2 separate regions of the Mus musculus genome follow, and region 1 is linked to region 2. Evidence: chromatin contacts called from public promoter capture Hi-C data. All regions are on one chromosome and are shown on one strand. Each heading gives the region's core, a stretch centred on a gene start, on an enhancer-like site or on the middle of the called end of the contact. The rest is flanking DNA. Distances are from core to core; before and after follow the strand shown.

What was found. Promoter capture Hi-C pulls out the DNA fragments that hold promoters and counts their contacts.
Region 1: a contact with region 2 is called in a promoter capture Hi-C map of liver, with 5 times the contacts expected there. The contact joins the promoter of Mrps24 here to the promoter of Osbp2 in region 2. A contact is called at or near these places in 1 of 39 promoter capture datasets (liver) and 1 of 115 datasets of contacts at active chromatin or transcription factors (microglia).

The regions. Positions count from the first base shown.
Region 1 is chr11:5,703,217-5,709,377 of GRCm38.p6, forward strand. Mrps24 (mitochondrial ribosomal protein S24) reads right to left here and starts at 4,485. Exons shown (of 4, transcript NM_026080.3): 1 at 4,408-4,485; 2 at 4,271-4,339; 3 at 4,082-4,193; 4 at 766-1,516. The coding sequence starts at 4,446. The coding sequence ends at 1,233.
Region 2 is chr11:3,860,943-3,866,634 of GRCm38.p6, forward strand. Osbp2 (oxysterol binding protein 2) reads right to left here and starts at 2,961. Exons shown (of 14, transcript NM_152818.3): 1 at 2,291-2,961. The coding sequence starts at 2,925.

The DNA of each region.
Region 1 (6,161 bases), core at 3,235-5,734, 1.8 Mb after region 2:
CTTAAATTTTTAAAGCTTTGTGTTTTGCCTATGCGTATGTTTATTCGCCATGTGACAAAGTACCTGCAGAGGCCAGAGAGGGCACTGGATTCCCTGGAACTAGAGTTACAGATGGTTGTGAGGTGCCTTGTGAGTGGTGGAACTGAACCCTGGTCCTTAATAAAAAGCAACGAATGCTCTTAATGGGAGCCATCAGTTCAGCCCTTGTGTAATAAGTACTGACCAATATTTTGTTGATTTTTCTGATAGACCCTTGCTGTATAGCCTGGAACTTGCTACTTAACCTAGGCCAGCCTCAAAGTGCAGTCCTCCCCCTACTGTACAGCACTGGACAAGACATCCAGCCAGGCTCAGCACTTCCTATTTTTCCTTTTTTTTTTTTAGATTGATCTATTTTATATGAGTACACTATAACTGTCCTCAGACACACCAGAAAAGGGCATCAGATCCCATTATAGATGGTTGTGAGCCACCATGTGGTTGCTGAGAATTGAACTCAGGACCTCTGGAAGAGCAGTCAGTGCTCTTAACTGCTGAGCCAGCTCTCCAGCACCCATTTCCTTTGTTTGTTTGTTTTTTCAAGACAGGGTTTCTCTGTATAGCCCTGGCTGTCCTGGAACTCACTCTGTAGACTAGGCTGGCCTTGAACTCAGAAACCCACCTGCCTCTGCCTCCTGAGTGCTGGGATTAAAGGTGTGTACCACCATTGCCTGGCTCCCCACCCCCCACCTCCCCATTTTCTTAAGGTACTTCCACTGTTGATTTCCTGTTGAATGTTTAATTCATTTACAAAAGCTAACTGTAACTCCAGCTCCAGGAATATCCAATGCCTTCTACTCATGTGCACACACACACACACACACACATACACACACACACAGACCCATCCACAGACAGACCCACCCACGCATAATTAAAAATAAAATCTTTAAAAGAGACCAAGAGAGGCCAGGCGGTGGTGGCACACGCCTTTAATCCCAGCACCCAGAGGCAGGCGGGTCTCTGAGTTCCAGTCCAGCCTGGTCTACAAAGTGAGTTCCATGACAGCCAGGGCTATAGAGAGAAACCCTGTCTCAAAAAAAAAAGAAAGAGAGAGAGACCCAGAGGGACAAAACATGATCAGGGTTTTATTCAACAGCAGCTTGGAGCTGACGCCTCCACCTCAGAGAACAGGCATTTGGTCTCCTGCACCTCTGTGACCTTGTAGGCTCTACTGGAGAAAAGTGCACTTTTTATATGTACTTGTACACGACCTTGGAGGGCACAGTTTGCAGGTGGAGTCGCACAGGACACTTGTAAAAGTGTGACAACAGAGTCTCACTGTAGCCCACGAGGAAGTAGAATTTGTGTGCTGGCAGCTGCCTGAGGACCAGGGCACAGATGTCCACTTGGTTGGCCCGGCGCTTCAGAACAATCTGGTCAGCCAGGCAGCCGGGAAAGGTGCCCATCATAAACTTTCGAAGGAAAACATCCTCCAGGGTTCTCTCTGCAGCATGATCTTCTCCATCCAGGTTACCTAAAGAGGACAACACACAAGCAATCGTCAGCCAAGGGAGCTGTGCAGACCCCAGACCTGACATGGAACAGGCCTGGGCACGCTAACGGAATAGGAAAACATTCTAAAATCCAAAGCGCAGGGATGGCAAGACGGCTTAGCAGGTAAGCGTGCTTAGTGTAAACACCTGCCAATCTTGGGTCAACCCCGAAGTACACCTTAGAAGCCAGATTTACTTCCCCTGTTGTAGCTGCCTTTGAGTCATCTCATTAAACCCTCAGTCCACAGCTCCTCACACAAAAGCCAGAAGCAGTGGCACACACCAGTCAGCCTAGCACTCTTACAACGAGATGACGGAGAACTGCCCAGGAAGTTCAAGAGATGCCTGGAGTCCAAACCACAGCAGACACGAGAAAGAGAGAGGCCTTGTCTCAACAAGGTGGTGTGGAGACAACTGCCTCAGAAAGTCGCCCTCTTCTGACCCCCACAGATGTACCATGCACACATGCACATACACTTGCACACAGTAGTAATTTAAATAAAATCCAAAGTGCCACATAGTCACAATATTTTTTAATCGAGAGATTAATAAATAACTAATTTTGCCTGTCCTTCTCTTTAAAGGCACTGCTAATGTATAAGGCTGACTCATTAATATGAGTTATAACTCAGGCCCAAGGAAAGATTAACAAGGGCTAGAGAGATGGCTCATCGGGTAAGAGCACTGACTGCTCTTCCAAAGGTCCTGAGTTCAAATCCCAGCAACCACATGGTGGCTCACAACCATCTGTAATGAGATCTGATGCCCTCTTCTGGTGTGTCTGAAGACAGCTCCAGTGTATTCATATAAATAAAAAAAATAAACAAATAAAAATAAAAATTGAAAAAAAAAGGAAAGATTAACAAAATTTTCTCCGTACGCAGGTCAGTCTTCTTGAGCTCACAGACACTGGACAGCATCCCAGGACCACACAAAGTGCCATGTCCCCAACACAAAGGCACAGTAATGATTGAAATACGGCTCTGAACTTCCAAAAGGGCACATTTTACAATATAAGCTTGTTCTACCTCGGCTGGGGGCCTTGTTCTGCCCACCTCCCTGAGTGACCTTGAATGACTTGGAGGTTACAGATAAATTTTAATCATACATTGTAAGCATATGCAAGGGTTGAGGGGTTGAGCAGACAGCAGGGTGGGTATAGTGTCTGCCCTGCAAACCTGAGACGGACCTGAACCTGGAGGCCCAGAGCTCAGGACAGTGGTAACAGCATCTGCAACCCCCACGCTCCCACCGTGAGATGCAGCCAGAGGCAGGACAGTCTCCAGACCTTTGTATGCCAACTACCCTGGCACACAAAGGTGGTGACAAGAAAGAGACCCTGCTTCAAACAAGATGAAGGCAAGGACTGGCCTAAGGCGGTCATACACGGACACCTGCACTCACACGTGAGCATGCACATACAAATGTGGATAGACAATTTATTGTCCGGGAGTCAAAACTCCAGCATCACTGAAAGATAAACAGGCAGGTGACAGGTGCACACCTATACTCGCAGCACTGAGAAAAATGAGGCTGGCGTGTGAGAGTTCCAGCGCAGCCTGAGGTACACTGCCACACTCTCTTAAAGATGGTTCAGCAGGCAAGGGTGCTTGCTTGATCCCTGGGGCCCCATATGGTAGGAGAGGGCTGACTCAGACAAACTGAACACATCCATACATATACACACACAACATGCATACTGAAATGGAAATGAACAAGAAAAATACAAAATAGGAAGTAGGGGGAGAAAAAAAAAGCCTAAAAATACGGGTTCTGTGAGCCATGAAGACTGTAGCACATTCCTGCAGTTTTGTACTTGGGTGAACACCGCATTACATAGGGCACACTCTTCCAGGTCTAGGATCCTATGTAGACTTCACTACCGCATCGCCTCCGGGCTATTACACATCTGTAAATTATGGCTTGCCAAAAAAGCACTGTCAAACCTTGTTTGTAAGCATGCAAATACTGTTCTATGGAGGCTCAAATGAGACTTTAGCAAGAAATATTCAAATTCCTTTCAATATGCAAGAATTCCTTTCTTTCACCATCCTAATATGCCCATCACTCATATGTTCTGTTGTCGGTAACATGTACAGTGTGTGTGCAGGCTTGCTCCCTTGACAGACGCATGGAGAAGACCAGGGGTTAACAGCCAATGTTTTTCCTCTATCACTATTTGCTGCTCGTTTATTTTCTAGCAAAACAGCTGCTCTTCCAAGACTGGCTGGCCAGTGACCCCCAAGAACCAAATATCTCCTTCACCCTCACACCCCTTGAGCTGTGGCACCAAGTGCTCATTTAGGAGCTAGGCTGCACCCTCATGCTAGAGCGGCACAGCATTTAGCAATCTTTCCAGTCCCCTAACTAAATGTGACAGGGTCTCAGTAAGTAACCTTACCTGGCCTTAAACTCAAGATCGGCCTCCCGAGCGCGTTCGCCGTCACGCCCGGCCTCCCACCCAAAAGTTCGGCTCTTTGCCTTGAAGAGTACGTTCAAGAGTGACCCGTGCCACCAGGGTGGCAGTCCTTCCCAGGCGCCCTCACCTGTGTGCAGCGACAGCCAGCCCTTTCGGTGTGCGATGTAGTGCGGGGCGTGCGCCTCCTCGTAGCTCACCGGCTTGTTCCCCTTGGCCACGCGGACTCGCGCCGCCCGATTCTAGGAGCGAAGGTGCGGTCACGGGGAGACCCAGCCCAGCCGCCCTCGCGGCCCCCAGACCCGGCCGCCGCACTCACCTTGGCGCAGACCGCGGAGGTGTGCAGGGTGCGCCAGGCGCCAGGCAGCTCCCGGCTGCAGGCCAGCACCTGCGGAGAGGCGGGGAGTGAGCGGACACCGGATGGCGCCCCAGCCCTCCCGCCCGCGGCCCACTCACCCGCTGCCCTAGCCCGCGCACCGACGCGGACCACGCCATCTTGGGCCGGCGCGACCCGGGACGCGTCAGTGCGCAGCCGCAGGAAGGCGGGGCCTCAGAGCAGGAACTAACGGGAACACGGGCGGGGGCGGGGCGTGGCGAGGGAGAGGGCGTGGCGTGGGTCGGAGTGTGGGACGTCCTGCAATTTTCCTGATACTGTCAGCTAGTCCTTGGTCGGACCTGGTGTTGGGTTTTAAATGCGAAAATTTGGTGATATAAAACTGAGGTGTGGGGCTGGTGAGATGGCTCAGTGGGTTAGAGCACCCGACTGCTCTTCCGAAGGTCCAGAGTTCAAATCCCAGCAACCACATGGTGGCTCACAACCATCCCTAACGAGATCTGACTCCCTCTTCTGGAGTGTCTGAAGACAGCTACAATGTACTTACATATAATAAATAAATAAATCTTTAAAAAAAAAAAAAAAAAAAAAAAAAAAAAACAAAACTGAGGTGTAGCTGGACATGGTGGCGCACGCCTTTAATCCCCGCACTCGGGTGGCCGAGGCAGGTGGGTCTCTGAATTCCAGCCTAGTCCGGTCTACAAAGCGAGTTCCTGGAGAGTCTGAGTTACAGAGAGAAACCCGTTCTGGCAAAACAGAACAAACAAACAAAAGCCATGAAGTTTTTATCCTCATAGAGAGGTGGTAGAAACAGCTTCAATGTCCTCTAGAGAATTGAAGAGAAAACGCGCCGGCCCTCAGGCCCCGCTGTTCCGTGCTTGTGCTCCTACCTGAGACCGCGTACTCTCCAGGAATATCCAATATGACAGCGTCAGCCTCCTTTGGGCTGGGAATAGTCATTTGCCTTCATGCTGAGCAGATCCCAGAAAAGGGGTTGCTGGGTTGGCTCCTAATCATTTAAAGTAAAGAGGCAGTGTGTTGAGGGTCTATTTCTGCGGTGGAGCCACCCAAGGAAGAAAATTTTAAATGGCAAGGAAATTTATGAGGCTAGAGCAATGTCGTTGTAATTATTATTGAGTAATTATTAATGGCAAGGGGGGAATAGAATCGTGAAGAACTCACTCTACTAAAGAAAGCACATGGACTCTAGAGTCTGACTCTCATTATAACAAAATATTGAATGAAGGGATTTTTTGTTTTGCTTTGGTTTTTTGTTTTGGGGGACTGTTTTGTTTTGTTTGTTTTTGTTTTTGAGACAAGGGCTCTCTGTGTAACAAATTCTGGACTCAATTTATAGACCAGGCTGGCCTCAAAGTCACAAAGATCCACCTTTTCTGCCTCTGAAGTGCTGGGATGAGGGGTGTGCCACCACACCTGGCTGGGAACTCCTTCAAAGCATCCATGGGAGTGGACACTTACACTCTAATGTCAGTGCTTGGAAGGCAGAGGCAGATGGATCTTTTATCAGTTCAAGGTCTACATATGGAGCTCCAGGCTCCAAGGCTACAGAGTAAATAAACCCTGTCTCAAAATAAAAGACCATGACCAGGAACTAACTGGTCATTCTTAGAAATAAGTCAACTCCTAGACAAATGCGTACAGGTTCTCTGGATAAAATTGTCATTCTTCCCTTGTTCACGGAGAGGGCGTTGCTTTGGAAATAACCCCAGTGCTTCCTGCCTGCGGCAGGCAATACTGTTTTCAAGACAAGATCTGATGGATCCCAAACTGACCTAGAAGTGTACCACAAACTAACTTTGAACTCCTGATGCTCTGATCTGCTGAGGTATGTGCCACCTTGTCTGCCATAGGTCAT
Region 2 (5,692 bases), core at 1,711-4,210:
CTCACAACTAATGTGGTTTGATGCCAAAGATGCCTTTCCTGACTTCGAACAAACATTCCTGACAACCATTTTATACAGCTTGTCTGGAATACATTTCTAAAGGCCTCGTGCCTTAGTAAAATGTTTCTGTTATTCAAAGAAAGAAAAAGATGATCCCATATTTTCTGCCACCACTCAGCTTTACCTAGTTAAGAGTTTTACCTTTTTTTTTTTTATTTGGTTTTATTCTTCTGAGACACAGTCTCATTATGTAGCCCTGGCTAGCCTAGAACTTGTTACATAGATCAGGTTGGCCTTGAACCCACAAAGATCTACCTGCCTCTGCCTCCCAGACACTGGGAGTAAGGAATGGACCACCACACCCAAGAGAAACTTGCAAGAGAGATGCTCTGTTTCTTTCTCAGCCACATCAGAGGACCTTGCCCCTCACAGCCCTAAGGGAAAGAGGTCGTAGGTAAGAAAATTATCTCAGACACTGTGACCTGATCTTGTCCTGTGAGGAACTACTGAGACAGGAGCTATTGAATACAAACAGAAATGCAGGATTGTGAAGGAGGCTAAGGGGACACCACACACACACAGAGGCACACAGGCTACAGTGGAGCACTTAGGAGAGTGTCCTGCTACTGACAGGATCATGAGCCACAGGTCTGGAAGGGGCTCAGGCCTTGAGCCCAGTGGCAGGATGGTCATGCTCGGACTGAAAAATGGGATTTAGATCAGAAGTGTGGATGGGAATCCAGAGATAGTGGCACAGACTTGTAATTCCAGCACTGGAGAAACTGAGGCACAAAGAGCAGACTCCTCTGGAAGCTTGAGTACTAAGAAATACCACTTTTATGAAAAGTGTTCTGGAGCATAAAGAGGTGAGATCACTGAAGAGCTGCAGGCCCTGGGCAGGTGACCAGATGACAAAGCTTCCTCCTCCTCTCCAGCCTCAAAATACTCCCTTGTGAAATACAATGACATGGGAGCCTACCTCACACCGCGGCCAGTGGGATGAAATGAATGAGTGTAACAGAGAATGAAGTTCATGACCACAGCTGACGCTATGCCCCCTTGCCTCCAAATGAAAAATAACTCAGCAAATCACAAAAAAGTCCTTGTCATTGCATAGCTGGATAGGAGCGTTGCCTAGCTGGAGTGTATGTTAATATAGATTAAAACCGCCATCTGGGTAGGGTCTCCTATTGCTTGCTTGGTGTGCTAACCCTGTGTTCTGGGTCACAGCTGAGACACTACGTGAGTAGGGCAACTCAGACTCATTTTGGCTTCTCCTCCACCTGAAAGGGAACAAGGCCCCTGACTCTCAACTTGGTGCAAGGGTCACATTTAACCAGTGGAGCACGAATATTCTCAGCCATACCACACTTAGCAAGCCTCTGCACCAGGCGCCTTGTCTCCAAAGGGCTCAGCAGAACCTGAAGTACTATTAGCGGAGGAAACCCAAGCTTTGGCCAACAACATGGTGGGAAAATCTGTCTAACAGTGAAGAAGGCCTTCTTGAAGAGTTGACTCTGAACCAGCCTCACAGTCCTCACACGGAAACTTTTAGAAAAGCCATCCCTCGGGTGCTTTCCTCAGGCCTATCTCAGGAGGGATTCAGCGGGAGACCTAGACACTGCTGCAGCAACCCCACTTAGTTTGAGAAGCTCTCATCTAGAGCGGCCTGAGATCTCAAAGCTTGCAATCCCAGGAAACAGCTAGTGAGAAAGGGAAGGAAGTCCAGCTTTAGCAGGAGGTCGTGCCAGCTCTGTCTCTACTGCAGCTCCGAAACCCAAGCTACTTCTGGAATAAGCAAGGGAACAGGAAAGCATTATCTGCTGCAAAATGTCAACTTGGGGTCCCAGGGGGTACACACTATGTCTGCTCTATCTGTGGGTCAGCGAGTCCCAGCCCAAGGCCTGGCCACCAGCAGGTGTCAGCAAAGGTAGGAAACAAATGAAGTAACCACGGGAGGTGGGACCCACAGTCCTTCCCAAGAGAGGGGTTCACTAGCTGCCTCCCTCCATGAACACAGTGAACCAGACGCAGCCCCTGGTTCCATGACCACCAAAAACAGGAGGGGAACAAAAGACCTACTCCACCCATCTCCCCACTCATCCTTTTAAACTCAAGCTTGCCAGAGGCCATGTCCACAGGTCACGTCTTCCCTTGGCAGTTGACAGGCATTACTTCTACAGAAGTTCATGCAAACATCTCAGAAGGGTTATGGTGACACCCACCCCACAGTCGAGGCCGGCCACCACCACCCTCCAACCACAGATGTCCTACCTCGGTACTTCCGTACCTGTAGTAGGACAGCAGGCCATTGCCGAGCACGAACCAACGGCGCTGGTAGCCCTTCAGGTAGTTAGTCCACTTGAGGAGCCAACCCTTGTAGCTGTCCAGAGGTGGTGAGACCATTTGGACACCAATCCCTGACACCGGAGTCCCGACAGAAATCTTCGCCTGTCCTTGTCGCAGAAAAGACTGGGTCTTTGGCACCAGCTTGGACTCGGGTTTGGTGACGGGCAAACTCCCTACTGTTGACTGCAGCGGGGACGGCATTGCCAGCTCTGGCGAAGCTTTGATGATGGACACAGACCTTGTGCCGTTCTCTGACCCCGGCCACAAGCCCTGTAGTTCCGATTCCTGCCCAACCCCTGAAGGCCTTGGCACAGACGTCGTCTGGGACCCAGGTTCGGATCTCGACGCCGGCTCAGAAATTGGCTGGCACACCTGTTTCGACAGCAACTCCCGCTCTGGTGCCTGCACAGGCTGGAGCTGAGGCTTTGACGCTGGTCCTGAGCCGAACGCGGATGAGTTCATGCCCGGCGCCGCCGTGTGGCAGGACAAGCAGGGCACAACCGTGAACAGCGACGAGAGCCCGCGGGAGCGGCCAGCGCAGCCGCCGCCTCGGCTCAGAGCGGCCGCTTTCCCCATAGAGCTGTGGACCCGAGCTCGGCGGAGCGCGGAGTGGGGGCGGGGCGGGGCGGGAGTGGGTGGGGCCTGTTCGGAGGGAGTGGCGGGGCGGAGCCGGGCGGGGTTGGTGGAGGAGTGGACGGGATGGGTGGAGCCCTCACGTGAGCGACAGAGATCGGGTGCGCGTGGGTCCCTCCGCCGCTCTGGCTAAGGTGGAAGGAACCCCGTGGGCCAAGAGTTAGGCAGACGACGTGGAAGGCACTTCACGCTTCAGGCTGCTGTCCCTCCTGTGCCAGGCGCTGGGAGAACAATGGTGAATGAAAGCCACGCGGTGCGCTCGCCACGCAACTCTGAGCAATGGGTGGGTCGTGGACAGCAAATCTCAAACCCTGGGAGTCCGACCTGAGGAAATCCAGCCTAGGCCCTCTCCCTAGTTGTGGGAACTGTAGCCACTCCACAAACTTCTGTTGGCTCATCTATACAATGAAGATAATACCTCCTTCAAAGGCTGTAATAAGATGGTGCATATGAGGCACATTTGGCAGAGTAGATGCTCCGAGAGCATCATTGAGTTATTAACTAGAGAGTTCTGTGGTACATTTTGTCAGCGACCAGAGCAGGAGATGAGAGCAAGGTTGACAAGCTTGGGAAGCAGCCACTGTGCATGCACGTGTCAGATGTGTGTGCAGCCCTCAGGGAAGGAAGCTAACTAATAAATTCTTAACGAGATGTTTCGACTCCTGAAACAAATTGCCAAGCTACCTAAGATGACAGGCCTGTCATTAGTTCTACCAAATTTGGGCAAGAGTCACAGAAGAGACAAGGTCTACAGAGTTAGAGAAACAAGAAAGACCTTCAAGGAGAAACCGCTGTGTACAAAGACCCAAACCAGGGAGAACAGCTTGTCTGGCAAATAGCTAATAGCTCAGTGTTTTGTCAAGAGGAGGGCAGGACACAGAACAGCTGCCCCACACCCCACCACAAGGAATGCCCTTTATCCTAGAGAAACCAAAGCTTCTAGAAACAAGGGAAATTTATTTTCATTTTTAAAGTGGGGGGGGGGGGGAAGGAGGTGAGATGGCTCAGTGGGTAAGAGCACTGACTGCTCTTCCAAAGGTCCTGAGTTCAATTCCCAGCAACCATATGGTGGCTCACAACCATCTGTAGTGAGATCTGATGCCCTCCTCTGGTGTGTCTGAAGACAGCTAGAGTGTACTTACATATAACAATAAATAAATCTTTGTGCCTGAGTGAACAGAGGTCCTGAATTCAATTCCCAGAACAGAAACCACATGAAGGCTCACAATCATCTGTATAGCTACAGTATACTCATAAACATAAGATAAAATAAATAAATCTTTTAAAATAAAGTGTGTTGAAACAGAGTCTTTATATGTAGTCCAGGCTGGTCTCCATCTGGAAATGTTTGTTTCTTAGAACCAGAGTTCTGGGATTACAGACGTGAGCCATTATACCTGGCCCAGAGCTTTCACTCTTAATATTCTGGACAAAAAAAAAGAAAAACTTTAAAATCTCTGATCTTTCCCAAAGAAATGTCAACTCCAAGTCTGGAGCAGGAAATGCACAAGATAGACAGAGCCACCCGGAGCAGGAGCGATGGCCAGTCTTGCTAAGGACCTGGGATTCAGGTCCCAGAACTCACACTGCAGCTCACACCATCTACAACTCCAGTCCCAGGGAGCCAATGCCCTTTTATGGCCTCTACAGGCACAAATGTGGTGTATGGGCATCTATGGGAAGGCAAAACAGCCATGCACATTTAAAAAATAAATAAATAAAAGGAGGAAAGAATAGATGAACTTATCTGGAAGATCTTGTCATAGTCAGAAGCAAAGAGTCATTCAGGACTACTGTGTTAACATGTTTTATCCAAAGAACTCAGGAGTCAATTTAAACATGACCTTATATGTTGTGTCCGGCTAGCAGATCACAGGTCTGGGTTCTAGCCTGGAAAGGCACTTTGGAAACCTGGAAGAGAAGAGGGGCTAGGCTGCGCGAGATAAGGACGGAACCAAGACAAGGCTCGGCTCAAGGTTCAATTTTAATGTCAGCAAACACGCTTTATAAAGAAAAAGGGAGGCCCGTCCCTGGCCAAGCAAGTTCCTTAGAAGTAGATAGGTCAGCTTTTTAGTGGGAACTTTCGAAGATGAAGATCAAAGTTCGGTGCTAACTCCGGAAAGTCTTGGAAGAGAACCGGTTCGGCCTCAGGCAGGTTGGGCCTCGGGCAGGTAATGGCACATCAAAGGAGCAGCACAGCAGGTGGCTCCGCTAAGCAGTGGCGGGAGGTCACAGCCAGCCTTGCTAGGCTGGAAAGAGGTACCACTTATAATCCAAATGAAACAATTTGAGCATCAGTAAGAATAATCACTATTGTGATGGGCTGTAAAGCCATCATTAAGCCCACAAATCCCTAAAGTTATTTAAAAACAAATAACTCACTTTGGAGTTACTTCGTCATTATTCTGAAAACTGATAAGTTACCTTTGTTGTAAAACTAATCTCATACTAACCAAAGCATTGTCCGATAACTATAAAGAGAACAATGGAATTCGAACCAATCATCACCTTTGGGCAGCTCCTTGTGAATAATGAATCAAGGCAAATAAATATAACCTGTAGCTACTAAGAGACAGGTCATGGAGAATGTCATTACGTATCCAGGTGACATGAATTGAATGTGTTCATCGATCTTAACAACAGAGGAGAGTCACAGAATAGTACGTGTAGCCTGCTAAGAGCCAGAGCGAAACAGTACCATCTATGATTA